Regions from separate parts of the Dromaius novaehollandiae genome. Here region 1 is linked to region 2. Evidence: chromatin contacts called from public Hi-C data. All regions are on one chromosome and are shown on one strand. Each heading gives the region's core, a stretch centred on a gene start, on an enhancer-like site or on the middle of the called end of the contact. The rest is flanking DNA. Distances are from core to core; before and after follow the strand shown. Region 1 has its middle 40 kb from the start of TES. Region 2 overlaps LOC135327600 (a long non-coding RNA gene).

Region 1 (3,445 bases), core at 165-2,664, 130 kb before region 2:
TCTGACAACTAAGTTTTAGGTACCTACACCTTTGTGGGATTTCCAGGTACTAGCAAACAAGTTATACTTTATAGGAATTTGACTCAGTGGAAGCTATTGGGGCTGAACTGTTGTCTCTGTTGGATACATATTTTCATCAAGAAAAGAAATAATGTAGCTTTAAAGTCCCAACTGAAACGAGCTGGGAGGCACTTTTTAAGAAATAATTTTTAAATTGTATATAGGATTATAAGACAGAAATCAGGCATAATCAGTAAGAATAAAATCAGTAAATAGTTCATCAGTTCTTAGAAACCATTTTAATGATCTTTCAGAATAGGAAGCCAGAACATTGTGGGCAGCATACAAACAGCATCTCTCTGCATTCCAGGAATCCAAACATTTTTCGTTTAGAAAATTCTCTATATGGCATGTATTTAGAGGCTTTTCAGACTGTTTTTGTGGGCTTGTATCTTTCTCATTACTTCATTTTCTTCTAATAGTTTGGGGGGACACTCTCCAAATTTGAATATTCATTTAAAAATTTCTTATTTACAAATAACAAATGGAAATGTGGCTGCTTCAAATTCAGTCATAATACTATGATTGTACTAATATAAGCTGTTTGGAATCCTTTTTATGTAATACTTTCTTCCTGTCTAAAGGCATAAGGAGTCAGCACGGTTTAGCAGACTGCAGACTAGGACTGGAAAGCAGAAACATCTGATGTCTAATTTCAGTCCTCTGTTGAATGCAGTGTGACATTATCTAAATTCCTAGAGCATTCTGTTCTCCAGCTAACATCCTATGTAAAATGGGTGTAATAACAACATCACCGTGCTATTTTGAGACTTGGTTCACTCTAACCAGTAAAGTTTATTGAAACTGTAAATTGTGTAACTGCAGCTGTTAACACCAAAAAGGTCTTAGTCTTTTCTGAAATATTTTTTTATTTTCTTCATTTTGGTATTCTCATACGAAGCTGCCAAACAGAATCTGAGGTTTATATTTATAAAGCCTGTAATCATTCCACGAAGTTCAAGAAATCTGGCAGTGATCTGGAAAACTTAGGAGGTAATAAAAGGTTACCAGCAGGAATGCAGAGCTGCCTTGTATGGTAGCGGAGAGTTGAACCAGTACATATTTCAACAATACACTGCTGCTCTTGTCTGTGGGGTGGGCCCTGATTGTATAGCTCTCACTGTATTTGCAACTCATGGCAGTGTAAACATTCTTCTAATAACACAGAGGTTCTCTTAAACATTTGTAAATAGTTCAGCAATTTTTAGAAATGGGGTGAGGACTAGAGAATGCTAAAGAAAGAAGCGTTATCCTAATACTTGCTAAACTCGCTGTCCCAAATCCAGTTCTGTTCTTAATGTAAACCATTGTAACTTGCCTTCAGGCACAATTGTACAATGTGCATTTTAGCAGACTTGCAATGAGGATGCTAATCCAGAGGGGGCTGGGACTGTGCGCTTCCAAACCTGATACCCTAAAATACTGATTTATTTCCACTTAGCAAGGAAAGTCTCCATATTGGCTGTATCGTGAATGCTTTAGAGGATTACTATTTTTTACTGAAGTCTGCTTATGGTGGAAGAGGTAGAGGGAAAAAAACAAAAGCATACAATCAAATTCAATAGCATTTTTGCCAGCTTTGATTATGTTAGAAAAGCAGTTTTGTAGTGTAATGTGTGAAGTCCATAGAGGATAGGAAATTTTGAACTTTAGGCCTACTCACATTAGGTAATCAGTTAATTAATTAAATAGTTTCATTAGAATTACCATAATGATCTGTTGGGTAATGAGAATAATATCACACTTACTTTCACTAATAGTTGGGAAATTAATGGCATTCATGCAGGACCAGAACTCCTGAGTCCTAATTTTGTGCTGGCATTTCTTCCTTTCTCTGATAGGAAGCCTTTACCTTTTCTAATTCTGCAGCCTCATTTTTTTAATGAGGATAGCAACACTAATGTTTCCAGAACCTTCTGGATTTAATTAATAAGTTTAATATAATTTGAAGGTGAATAGTAAAAAATATTCTGCTCCAGGTGATCATCTACCTCCTCTACATTCTACAGTTTCGTGTGACTTAAGTGTGGAGATTTTGTTGGCCAGCATTACCTGGCTGTTACATGTGAGGCTTGAGGCTCTCATCCCATCTAGATGACTTTCCTGGTCTGAATCTTGGCTCAGGGAAGTTTTCTTGTGGGGTCAGGCTGCAGAAATACCCTACTGCAAGCATTGCAGGTAACTTTCTCTAATTAGTTAAGTCAGGTGAATTTCTACACCAGATGAACTTCTGCTATTCATTTCCTTACCATGAGTCAACTTTTTAGATCAAAAAATCAAACCAAACCATGTTTTAATCCAAAATGGTCTCCTTTGGATTGTTTGGTTGCACATATTGTTTGCTGTGGCAGCACCATCACAGCTCATTATTCAGAGAACCTCTACCATAGGAGACCCCCTTAGTCCAAGAAAATGTTGCATCTACAAGTTCTTCATCTTCCAGAGCCATAAAAGTAGGTAGATTAGGCCATGACATATGTCTGTGGGTGCAGAATAGGATGTGGAATTTAAGACCCCCCATCTTAAAGGAGTCTGACAGCATTCATAATACATAGCAGAACATGGGTCTCAGTCCCATAATTTGAGGTAACACCAAGAGGAAGTTCTGAGGGAAGGTCACCTACAGAGAGTCCTGTATGAAGACAGAAATTAGAAGCCTTTGAGGAAGGTTAAAGCTACTGGTTGGATACCCATTGCTTTATATTTGTAGGGACTGAGCTGTCTTCCATAAACAAAGCAAGAGTAGACATTATTTCACCTGTTCTGATATGTAGAATAGAAACCCACTACCACCGGAAGAACATCTTATACTCTGCTAAGCCACATGATCTTGTGCACCTCTGTGAGGCCAGAGGTGTATGCAAGGCTCATTAAGAATAGGATACCAGAAACAGACATTTGGACAGTTTCCTTAGTACATATTTGCTAATAATGCCATGCCTGAGACAGTGGAAGGGTCTTGCAAACAAACTTCAGCCAGTCTCCTTTGATCTCACTCTTTCTTTCAGAATGGTAGATATCGCTGCTAGGCATTTGTTTGACATCTGAGCTGAGTTTTAAGTATATTGGAACAGTCTGTAAAACTGGTGACTGCAGCACATCTGAAGGCTATCAGTAGAGATATTGACATCCATCAATAAACATGTCAGGATAAGGTCTTTTCTCCTGTAAACTAAGACACAGTGCTTCACATCAACAAATAGATCTGAGTGTTAATTTCCCTCCTTCCTTTATGTAAGAAAGTGACAGAAGATAGTATAAATTGATCCATCCCACATTAATTCTGCTTTTGCTGGTGCATTTGCCCAGCATACTGGACAGTCAATATCTGCTAACTTAAGCAGATATTTCTCTTCCCACTATGGGTGAGAGAGCAGAGATTTAG
Region 2 (3,390 bases), core at 625-3,124:
CAAAGGAGTGATATTCCTTGGAAAGGAAGAACATTTCAGAGAATTCCAGATTATTTGAATTTGTTTCCAATAAAGTCACTGGAATTTTCCAAGTTGCTTCAACGGAAACTGAACTAAGCCAAGGAAAATCCCGTCCCATAGTGAGGGATAGCATCATTAAAAGGTATTACTAATCAGAGTAAGACTAACAGGATTTACTTTAATATTTTTTTTTCTCATGGTTTGCTCCAGTGACCCTCTTCTAAAGTTTATGAAAGATATGGATCTAAACCAGCTGAAAATTATACCTTCATCTACCAAAATGAAGTCACTAAGCTTAATACACCTCACATCCTGTTTCTCTTGCTGTGGCCTCCTTTTCTTTAATGGACTGAATTTCACCCATGAAAGCAACAACAAACCCAAATTTGGACAGACCCGGAGCCCTTTCTTCCTTGTGATGAGGTCACATTTTCAAGAGGTTTAGAACAGAGTAGTGACACGAGAAACGTTTCAGTGGAAAAGAGCACTTCTGATCTTTTTTTTTTTTAATCCATGGCTACACACGATGTGCAGCTAGAACACCAGAGAATTTATTTGTATTCTGAATTAGTGAGAAACTCAGCTGTAGCAACGCGCCCGGGCTGCGCTCGCTGCGCCGTCGGTGCCCCCCGGGGCCGCCCCGGCAGCAGCGCAATGCGACGCCGCCACCTCCCGGCCGCTCGCCGCAGCGCGGCCCGGCGGCCCGCGGCGCTGCACAGCTCCGCTCCGCGGGAGGAAGAGCTATATACGCTCCTTCGCGCCTCGGAACAGAAACGATCCTGCTCAAGCCCATCACTTGCTAACAAAACACCTAACTAGACACCTAGCAATACTTCTCTCCTATACTGCCACTGACTTCCAAGGGAGTTAGGGCTGCATTTAATTACGCATATGCCTGCATGATTTCTGGAATAAAAATGCTTCCATGAATAGGCTGAATGTGAGGAATACCAATAAGCAGACTGTAACATCCTGGCTCCAGGGAAACAACCAACTTAGTAAAAATGCATTTGTGAAGTTACTTCCACTTGCATTTCACCTGGCAAAACGAATGTTTGTCAACTACTTTACCAGCAGAAATGCACCCTCTGCTTTCATTCTAATAGAAGTCTTTCAGAAAGTCATCTATTACTGCAAGTGAGGAGAGGAGACTAATCTAATAAAACACTCTCTTGAGGCTAGCAAAAATGGATCCAGCAAAATTCTACTTTGCCTGAAATCGGCTTTTCACACCAGGAAAACACAGTCACAAGGCTTTTCACACCAAGAAAACACAGTCAAAAAGAAAGCAGGGAAAGCACAAAGTTAGAAAAGCAGAATTCCCACCTGCTAAATCATGGATTGCAGGTGAATCAAGCCTGGGCAAGACTGGCCTTGAAAGGAGATTTTTTTTTTTCTTTTCTTTTCTTTTCTTTTCTTTTCTTTTCTTTTCTTTTCTTTTCTGCCTGTTTTCCCTGGAAATTTTGACTGGGATTGAGCTGAGCCAGAGACTCCAGAAATGCAAGGTAGCTCTGAAGTAATGGTAATATGTCAGGCAAACCCAGTTTAGAGCTGTGTTCACCAGTACACAAAGCAGCTACCCTCATGAGTCCTAAGGAGTTGATTAAAAATTTTCCTGAATGAAATAGTGGCTTTACCTCAAATCACTGTATTTTCTAAGAATAACTGATTCTTTAAGAGGAAAACAGTATTTTGAGAAGCCCATCCTTTTAAGTCAGAGCATTAAATTGGGGTGCTGATGGTAAAATTGCTTAGGCAGTTCAACATCTGCTCAAGTTTTAGAGGACTAATAGGCTGGGAAACATTGAGCTTGAATTGTTGCTAGTCAACATCTGGCTGTTTGATGCTGCCTCTAATATCACAAAGCAGCCGTAGGCCTCAGCTTGCTGGCTGGGTTAAATCTAGCAGGCAGCTTCTCTGTGTTTTCAGGGCAGCGCGAGGCATAAGGAGCAGATTTGTGACTCTGGCACAATATCTATTAAATAAAAGCATCAGGGTTTGCATTTGAATAGGCCCTTTTCTTTGGCAGATATCAAAATAATTTCTAAAGAAGGGCAAATGTTAGTATCTTCATCACAGTGATAGCTTATATGACAAGCTCACAGTAGGGGACTGGACAAGATCTTGGCTTTACAATAAGCAACAGCTGCTCTCCTTGGTTAAATGGCTCACACCAGCAGTCCCCAAAGTTGTGAGGTCCTGGCCAAGCGCACAAAGCCCCATAGCCAGATGGGCAATAGCAAGCACTGGAAAGCTGGTCCCAGTACCCAGATGGTTCCAGAGGTAACTAAAACTTCACAAAAGACTTGTTCAGAAACACAAACAAGCAGCAGTATTTTTTAACACACCCTGCTTTTTATTTAGTGTCCATTGCTTCCCCACAATCATTTAAGATATAATCCTCAGTTTTCCTTAGGTAGGCATCTAAACTAACCTGCTGCAAGGATGGCATATTCTTTTTTATTTGACCATGTCCTTCTTGGGAAAGTTTCAAACCTGTTTCCATTTTGTGGGTATGCTACATGTTGGTACGCTAAACACTTCTACAACTCTTGAAAACATGGTGTCCTTGCAGAAAAACTACCCTAAAGGTCTGACATGATTCATATATGAAGACCAGGTATAAACATCGTAGCTGATGTTTCTGGTGGTTGGTCATATCATAAGCGAAAGCTGGACTTATCACAGTTATTTCTGATTCTTAGTCAACATATCAAGTTGGTAATTCTCCCAAATCCCTCTGCAAAACATGAATAAAATGTATGTCCACCTATGTTGCTTAGTTCACTGAAATACTTTGACACACACATTAATGTAGCCTTTTAGGTAGCAAGCCATAGCAATGCAAATTGTAGCTTGCAAACTATAGTGCACAGCAATATGCACGTTTAAGTGAGGCGTTCTGCGTATGCACTTGCAACGAGAAGAAAGCTGCTCCCTGTGCGCAAGTGATTCCCACCAGTGATCTGTGGAGCTGCATACATACAAGCGCCAACACGCAGCAACACACAGCACAAACAGGCACTTGTCCCTCAATATTGGCATTCATTTCCAGCTGACAGCTGTTCAGAACCAGATGGGAAACACTCCTTGCAGTTCTGCTTTAAGCCACATCACAACACCACAACCACCACAGACCCCAGGTTGGCAGCCTCACCAGAAAGGCAGAAGAACAAGTGGGCAAGGAAGCTGAATCCCTCTCCTGCCTGCCAACACGAGCCCTCCATGAAAGAACGGGAGCATATTTGGTGTGGAGGAGAGAGGAATAGAGAACAGCAGGCTCTCAGACACTGTACGTTGAAAGCTATTACTACATTTGTTCTGTACACAGCAAATACCGGGGTCCTGTGTTGACAATCTGGCAGCTAC

The links. A called contact is a pair of places that touch in the nucleus more often than the background predicts.
Region 1: a Hi-C map of liver shows a contact between it and region 2, with 14 times the contacts expected there. The contact joins two enhancer-like sites. A contact is called at or near these places in 3 of 4 Hi-C or Micro-C datasets (brain, liver and ovary).

The regions. Positions count from the first base shown.
Region 1 is chr1:24,622,765-24,626,209 of bDroNov1.hap1, reverse strand. No RefSeq gene overlaps it. Among named protein-coding and RNA genes, the nearest start is that of TES, 40 kb to the left of the region's middle. Within about 2 kb of position 1,414, at least 1 of the 2 cell types and tissues checked has open chromatin away from gene starts, as enhancers often do.
Region 2 is chr1:24,489,440-24,492,829 of bDroNov1.hap1, reverse strand. The region is part of intron 1 of LOC135327600 (a long non-coding RNA gene); the gene reads left to right. Among named protein-coding and RNA genes, the nearest start is that of MET, 28 kb to the right of the region's middle. Within about 2 kb of position 1,874, at least 1 of the 2 cell types and tissues checked has open chromatin away from gene starts, as enhancers often do.